Regions from separate parts of the Columba livia genome. Here region 2 is linked to region 1. A link is a contact called in public Hi-C data. All regions are on one chromosome and are shown on one strand. Each heading gives the region's core, a stretch centred on a gene start, on an enhancer-like site or on the middle of the called end of the contact. The rest is flanking DNA. Distances are from core to core; before and after follow the strand shown. Region 1 overlaps KIFAP3 (kinesin associated protein 3). Region 2 overlaps PRRX1 (paired related homeobox 1).

Region 1 (3,789 bases), core at 508-3,007:
AAGACCAGGAATGCTTGAAAGATATTAAAGCTTGTGCACAGCAGGTCTTTAGGGAACCTTGTGGAAAGAATTTCCTTCACTGTTTTAGGAGGCATTCTTTTCTAATCCCATTGGGTATCAAAATGTCAATGTCTCCAGTGTTACAGGATATGAACTGGAAACCAGCAGAGCTGTGTTACGTTGCTACATGTCAGTTCCTCTTCCAACTGCAGGCATGCACAACATGGGAGGCTTGAAGTCTATGGAAGGCTCTTCACTGATCTTTCAGGCTACAGTTTGTCGTATAACCCTTTGTCTCCGGTCATAGACTTTGATCCAAACACAGACACAGTATCATGGGGTTTGGGGTTTTCTGTGTATGTTTTTTTTGTTTGTTTATTTGTTTTTAACAAGTACCAAATCTTCTCTTACCAATCTTTTTCTCAGTCCTGATGAGGCTGGAGTTAAGAAAGTCTGCATTTCTTAAGTGTAAAAGCTCTCTGGTAGCTTTTGCAGAATTGCACCACGATGCCTTCTTTTCTGCCAAACATGTTTTTTTATGGTCAAATACATCCAGAATGCGAAGTTGCCATGGAAAATTTTCAGAATGTTTCTGATCATTACCTCATGACAAAAATGGTGATTTTTTCCAAATACAGGAGGATTTTGGAGAATAGAGAAGGGAGAACTGGGGGAAGCAACAAGTATAATATGTGGTACAAAATGGTCTTGTAAATATCCTGCTGACTGTCACAAGAAGCAACTATATGTTAAGGCATTTGCATTGATACAAGGGACCTGCTTTGTTCTGAGCAGTTACTGGCCAAACAAGAATTCGTGCACTGTGTCTTGTGGCTCACTTATGATGTACTTTCAGGGAATCTTGGCATAGCTCTTAGATCCCCAGTGCCAAAATGTAAAGAGCTGTGGAAACTTCAGTGATATCGTACTCTGAGCTTTGGTGAACATCATTGTTCCGAGAGGCAGTGACTGCGCAAACTAGTGCTTACAGAGCTGGTGGAGCAGGAGCAAGTCTGCTGCCTTCACTGGAATTGGACTATAACTACAAAATTTGGAGGACAGCTACGGCTGTTGATGCTTCTGTGGCTGATGTAATTGTTCACAGGTTCAGAAAAGACAAGCTGGACAATCAGAGCTTAAATTTTATTAGTGAGTGTTCAAAATTAGGCCAGTTATACTGGAAGACAGGGGTAGCAGAAAAGGTATCAGGAGAAGAAAATAACCTTTTTAAGAGGACTCCTTGCCATCTGATTCTACCTTGGAAAACCAAATTATCTTTTCGATAGTAGTATCTCCTCTTCTGTGGGCTTGTTTCCTTTTGAGGAAAGGTGTACATCTAAACTGGCAAATACTCAATAATGAATATTTAGCTGTTGTTGAAAGTGATTGGAAAATCCATCCCCTGTTGGCATTTTGAGCAGGGAGAGTGCTTGACAAGGGCTCACGCGTGCTGTCCCAGGTAAACATCCTTGTGGATTGCAGGAGTTAGTGGGTGCTATTCTAGTAACAGTTAAAAGTGAGTATTAACAGTTCATTCTTGTTTAGACCTCAGCAATGCGTGTTTTGTTTAAATAGGTGCAAATGCCATCCAGATGCTTATAAAAGCCTTTATTGGTAATAACCTGGCCAATCAAAGGGCATGGTTAGGCAGTGATGTCATGGCGATATTTAATATTTTACCGCAGAGCCGTGTGCAAGGTTCTCCGCAGCTACCCACATGTTTTCCACCACGGTTGTCCTGTTTGGCCCCTCTTTGATCTATAAGCTTCTTTTCAGCTTAATGCTGGTAAACGTCCTCTCTTGACAGCACCCTTTGCTCCTGTCCGCCATTATCTGCTGAAGTTCAGAAACCAGAGCATCACTTCAAACAGCCGAGTTAGGGAGTAGCTGGTCAGGAGAGATTCCTGAGGCATGCAGTTCTGGCATAATCATTCAAAGATGTTTGAGCCGGGCGTGGGGAGGGGGTTGGACAGAGGTGTATGTGAGCAGAGAGCTGTGGGGGTTGGCCTCTGGTCACTGGTAAATAAGTGAAGTCAGGTGCCAGAGAGTCTAGACACAGTGATTTCAGTCCTGGTCTGTGGTATCTGATACTCAATATGGGACTTGTCTGATTGAACACTACTGCCTCTTCATTGCACATGCGGCAGCCTTTTTACTGCCTTCCTGTTAAATCAGTAAAAGATGACAATGGACATAGTAAAAGCAGAACAAATTTAATTTTAATATTTCCTATTTGGCAGCAATTACTCTTCCTTTTGAAGTGGCACAAGAAGCAATCAAATTAAATGAAGACATAATAGGAAACATGGAGCTCATACGAAACTATTATTTTAAAATTTGAACGGCTTTAATTGAAACTGGATATATTTTTTGTTTTTATAGAGAAGTAGTTCAGTAATTAACAGTGTAATCCCATCTTGTTAAACATCTAATTTCCACAGATTTTGTATTGTGTAAGTAATGAGAATGTTTCCCTTCAAATTATTTGAAGGGGGTTTAAAAATCTGTTTTTAAAGGTTTTGTAACAGAAGAGTTGCAGGGGGTGATTTTTTCAAAGCTCATGCTCTACTTGTTAAGTGGCGACTTTCTTCTCTGGTTAATTCACTGTCAGGCTTGCAGATTTAATAAACTGGGGAATTTATAAGTTCTTAAAACAACCTGGGGAAATATGATTCTGCCATTTTAAGAAAGGGAGGAAGAAATAAATGACATGTTTTTAAACAATACATGGAACTCCCAGAAAAAGAGATTAATAACTATGTTGTAACATATATTTTTTTAACTATTATTTTATTTCGGTCCACTTGGAGTGGCAGCCTGCTATCTGATAATAGAGAAGCATTCAGAATGGCTGTAGTAAAATACTTTGGTGTGAAATACCTGTAGTTTTATTGTTCTTTTTCATCCCTCTCTCTAAATGGGATGCTCACCCGCTTTCTCCAGTTTTTAATGCTTTAGAAACTGTCTTTCCACCAGGGGGCAAGCACACAAATATTTAATGATTAGTTGTTGCTTTCTTCTACTCCCACCCCTTTTTGACACAAACTGAGCTACATTTTTTGTACCTTATGTCCCGCTTATCTTTAGGTTCAGTTGTTTCTACTGCCAGTAATCTCAGTCCTGTTTTGCATTATAATCTTGGCGTGTCTTATGAACTGAGCAGGTTTTAGGAGCAAATGGGGTGACGTCCTGCTGCCCCTCAATGAGGAAGCTGCAACTTGTCTGTTGTAGCTGGAAACAGAGGAAAAAAAAAAATAAATGTGTTTGAGTTGTGTTTGTATATTCGATATACCATTACAAAAAAATGTTCATATTGAACAAAGTGAGACTAGATAGATAGCTTGTGATGTAATAAGTAATACAAGTGCCAGGTGTATAAAATGATGGCGATCCGTAGGTTTTTTTCCCTAGAGAATAATTCGGGAATTCAGTGATGCTTACTGAACAGTTGGAACAGGATTATAGGTGATTGTATACTTATGTTAACCTGAGTTGTTCTGTCCCATTACCAAAAGAACAGGACTACTATTGAGAAATCATCAGTGCTAGCAGTGGAAGCTGCAAAAATGAAGCACATTGCTGCAGATAGAGCTAATTTACCTATCCGCAGAGTAATCTCAAAGCAAAATAATTGTAGAATTTTTCTGCAATTAAGTATCTGTTTAGAGTTGTAGTTTTATTAAGCAACCGGGTATTAATCTGACTTTCTGTGGTACTAAGTTGTGGGGTGTTTTTTCTATGTTAAGTTTACCTAAACTTTCAAAACAAGTTTACCCATTCACAACTTTA
Region 2 (3,841 bases), core at 630-3,129, 200 kb before region 1:
ACTCTACAGCAGACATCACAAATGTAGGCAACGTGGCATGAAGATGACACTTAAAATAAAACTAAGTACATTAAGGTAGGAGATGCCTATTTGCCTATTAAGTCACGTACTGAAGCCAGCCCTGATGAGCAGCAATACCAAACCCGGCCATACAACCACGATAACAGCAGGTTTGTGTTTGTGATTAGAGGTCAGACTATGGAGATTTTGAACTATCATTTTTCTCCTATTACACAACACCGGCTGAGCTTTTTTCTGATCTTTGCTGTTTGTTTGGGTTTTTTTCTGCACCATCTGTGCACAAGACCTCAAATTATTTCAATTATAGAGAAAATACAAGTGTCTGAAGTTCCAGCCTTGTTAAGATCACAAAGAACACAGGACAAAAATAAGGCAAAGAAACAGATGCAATAGTTCTTCTAAAAGCCTTCACTTTCCATCATCTCATAAACTAATCAGGTTCAATTTTTCCACACACATAAAGTTATTTTGTGCACAGAGAGTGGGAATTCAGAAAGGCAATACTGAGCTTTAATATTAAATGGAAATGTGTATTTTCAGCATCACCCACAGGACTACAGCAGTTCCTCTCCCAAGTGTCTGCAATGTGGAACCTATCAGAATAATTTTTAGCTGACCGCATACAAACAATTACATATCATTACCAAGCTGTGAATAGCTTTTGCATGGATAGCATGCCTGCAGTCTCCTGTCGTGCTTGGCTCTGCCTGCCAGACCCAGGGAACTCGCTGAGGTCCTGCATGGCCGACGGTGAAGCCTCCAGTGTCCTGCACCAGGATGGACCTCCTGCCTGTGCCTTGGCCAAAAGGGACATTTCAAGGTGGGTTTCAAGGCACAGCACCAGCTGGCGACTCTCACCCACCATGAATGAGGTCTTGGGGTTGCTGCCTTCCTGGTGGAGCACCCGTAGACATCTCTGAGCTTTATCCTATGGCAAACGTAAGACAAACCCTCTTTTCAGGGTGGGTTCAGCTCTGGTGCTTGGCCTCTCATCTGCTGGGAACCTGCAGAGCACATGGGCAGTTACAGTGGCTAAGATGTGCATCCTCCCTAACCACGTCAACGTCCCCACTTGCTGGAGTTGACAGAAGAAATTACGCTTGTAAAAAAAAAGTAATCATGATGGAATGGAAATTCAGAGAGTCTTGCTGGAAATACATGATGGTAAGTGTTAATTACTGGGAGAACAATATTTGCAGGAGAAAAAATAGACATCCTTTTCCAGAAATTAGTACAAAGCCATTGAAAGTCCCCCTAGATCCCACAGACCAGCCCAAGTTCTGCTGTAACAGCTCTGCTTTTATATTGGCTAGGGTTTTCCTTCTGGGCATCCTACAGCTCATAAGGCACATGGCTTAGTCCTGCTCTTCTAACAAGCCTTTCCGCCAGGTCTCGGGGTCAGAGCGTTCCCATAATACAATAAGCACTGTATGGATCTCATAAGCTCCAAGGCACAGTATGTTATGTGTTTGGAATTCCTTGTATGCTTTTATACTTTGTTTTACATATTGTAATTTTTATATGCATTACCACATTGATCCTTGGAAAATTAATTTAAAAAAAAATATAATCAAAAGCAAACACATATTTTAAAAGCCTGCCAGCGGCAAATCACATTCTGTGAGACTGCACTTTGTAACTGACAAAGAGACCAAACCACCAGACCGTGGCAGCGATCCAGCGGGGTAGATTTACCAGGCTCAGGAGGGGACAGGATCCAAGGGGGCTGTAGTCCCCACAGAGTCCCTCATTAGGGGAGCGCGATGCCGCAAAAGCCTTGGACCTGTGACAGAGGAGCAGAAATGCAATCGCACAGCCAAACCCCACCAACATACCCAAAGGTATTGTATCTAAAATGGTCTGTGCCTCCCAGCGCAGCACTCCTCTGCAATGACGTCCAGCCGCTGGTGCCAGCGTGACCACCAGACCTTCCCTGGAGAACTGGAGCACCTCGGCCATCACAGCTCCTTCCTTCTTCTTGCATAAGACCCAGGATCAGTGTGCTTGGCAGCACAAAACATACGTGAAGTCACAGCTTTGCGAGGTCAGGGGTTTGATTTCCAACACCCACATCCTCTTCCCATCAGCTCCCCTTCCCATGCCATGTGTTCTGATGTTTCATCTCAGGAACGGCATTCACGCAGCCAAGATCAAACTTCCTAACCTCCACCCTGCTCCATCAGTATTTTCTCATTTCCAAAGCCGCCTCTCTACACTCTTGGCCCCCTCCCTGCCCTAGTTCATTCCAGATAACTTCTTTCTCCTCTCCACACCCTTTCTTGTCCTTTCTGCAAAGGCTTGAAAAGCCAGACTGTGTAATGCTGTTGACCCCAATGTGCATGTGATGAATATCTAAACCACCACAACAGATGGGAATATTCTTCTTAAAGAGTCACCACCGCACTTAGCTTGACCATCTAACAAGGATTTCCCATGCAGGAGCAGACTGCGCACCCATATCCATGCCCACCTGGATACCACCAGCTGCCTCAAAGACAGTGGCAACAAACCATCATGACAATCGGACAAGGACAGGCTGGCTATTCATCTATTTTCCACCCTGCAGCGAGCTCTATAGGGTTCACGTTGCAGAAAAGGCACACAGTATTATTTTCACCTGCTTCCTTGCTGGATTTACCTGGTGTCCCTTTTTCTTTATGTACAGAGGCAACCCACAGACCTATAGCTGGATCTAAACAGGTGTCACCTATGCCCCAGGTTTCAGGGATCAATACACCCCCTTTGATGCCAAGCTGTTGGGACAAGAGTTCAACAAAATACAGAACAAGTCAGGGAGACTCCCCCACTGTAGGGACCAAGCACAGGGTGGATTTTGACTCCTTCCATAAGAAGGAGTTCCTAGGAAAGAGCAAAAACAATACGGTACTGGTGCTTGGGCCAGGTGTTAATGGGGTGTACTGGAGTCAGGAGCACAACACAGACAATACTATGGTTGCTCCAGCCCTTTGGGATCGCACACTTCAGTCTTTTCCAGGTCTCTCCAGCTCTCAGAGCAGTTCCAGAGACCAAAACAGAAACCAGTTCCACTCTCTTCTGATGGCCACAGATTCAGAGGGTTGACTGTCCCTGCTAGTACTCACATAGAAGGATGCATCAGCAGCCACAAAGTGGGGACCCGGGAGCCCCCTCCCACTGCACACCCACCTGAGCTCTGGGCAACACCACTTCTTTTAAATTTTCACAGTATCACAGTATGTTTGGGATTGGAAGGGACCTCAAAAGATCATCTAGTCCAATCCCCCTGCTGGAGCAGGAACGCCTAGGTGAGGTTACACAGGAAGGTGTCCAGGCGGGTTTTGAATGTCTCCAGAGAAGGAGACTCCACAACCTCCCTGGGCAGCCTGTTCCAGTGTCTGTCACCCTCACTGAGAAGAAGTTTTTTCTCAAATTTAAGCGGAACCTCTTGTGTTCCAGCTTGATCCCATTACCCCTTGTCCTATCATTGTTTGCCACCGAGAAGAGCCTGGCTCCATCCTCATGGCACTCACCCTTTATATATTTATAAACATTAATGAGGTCCCCCCTCAGTCTCCTCTTCTCCAAACTAAAGAGACCCAGCTCCCTCAGCCTTTCTTCATAAGGGAGGTGCTCCACTCCCTTCATCATCTTCGTTGTCCTTCGTTGCCGTTTCTTTATAGTTAAAAAAAAGTCCAAAAAATCCTCATGAACTTTAGCTAGAAAACTTTCTAACAGGGAAAAATGGAGATTTTTTGTGAGAATCAGATAAGTGTATAAAGAAAAAAAAAAAAAAAAAAGGAAAAAAACATTTTTTAAAAAAAAAAGGGTTACCAAGACAGAA

The links. A called contact is a pair of places that touch in the nucleus more often than the background predicts.
Region 2: a Hi-C map of liver shows a contact between it and region 1, with 1.4 times the contacts expected there. The contact joins two enhancer-like sites. A contact is called at or near these places in 2 of 2 Hi-C or Micro-C datasets (crop and liver).

The regions. Positions count from the first base shown.
Region 1 is chr8:15,480,444-15,484,232 of bColLiv1.pat.W.v2, reverse strand. The region is part of intron 11 of KIFAP3 (kinesin associated protein 3); the gene reads left to right. Among named protein-coding and RNA genes, the nearest start is that of KIFAP3, 31 kb to the left of the region's middle. Within about 2 kb of position 1,757, at least 2 of the 3 cell types and tissues checked have an H3K27ac peak away from gene starts, as active enhancers do.
Region 2 is chr8:15,681,294-15,685,134 of bColLiv1.pat.W.v2, reverse strand. The region is part of intron 1 of PRRX1 (paired related homeobox 1); the gene reads right to left. Among named protein-coding and RNA genes, the nearest start is that of PRRX1, 25 kb to the right of the region's middle. Within about 2 kb of position 1,879, at least 1 of the 3 cell types and tissues checked has an H3K27ac peak away from gene starts, as active enhancers do.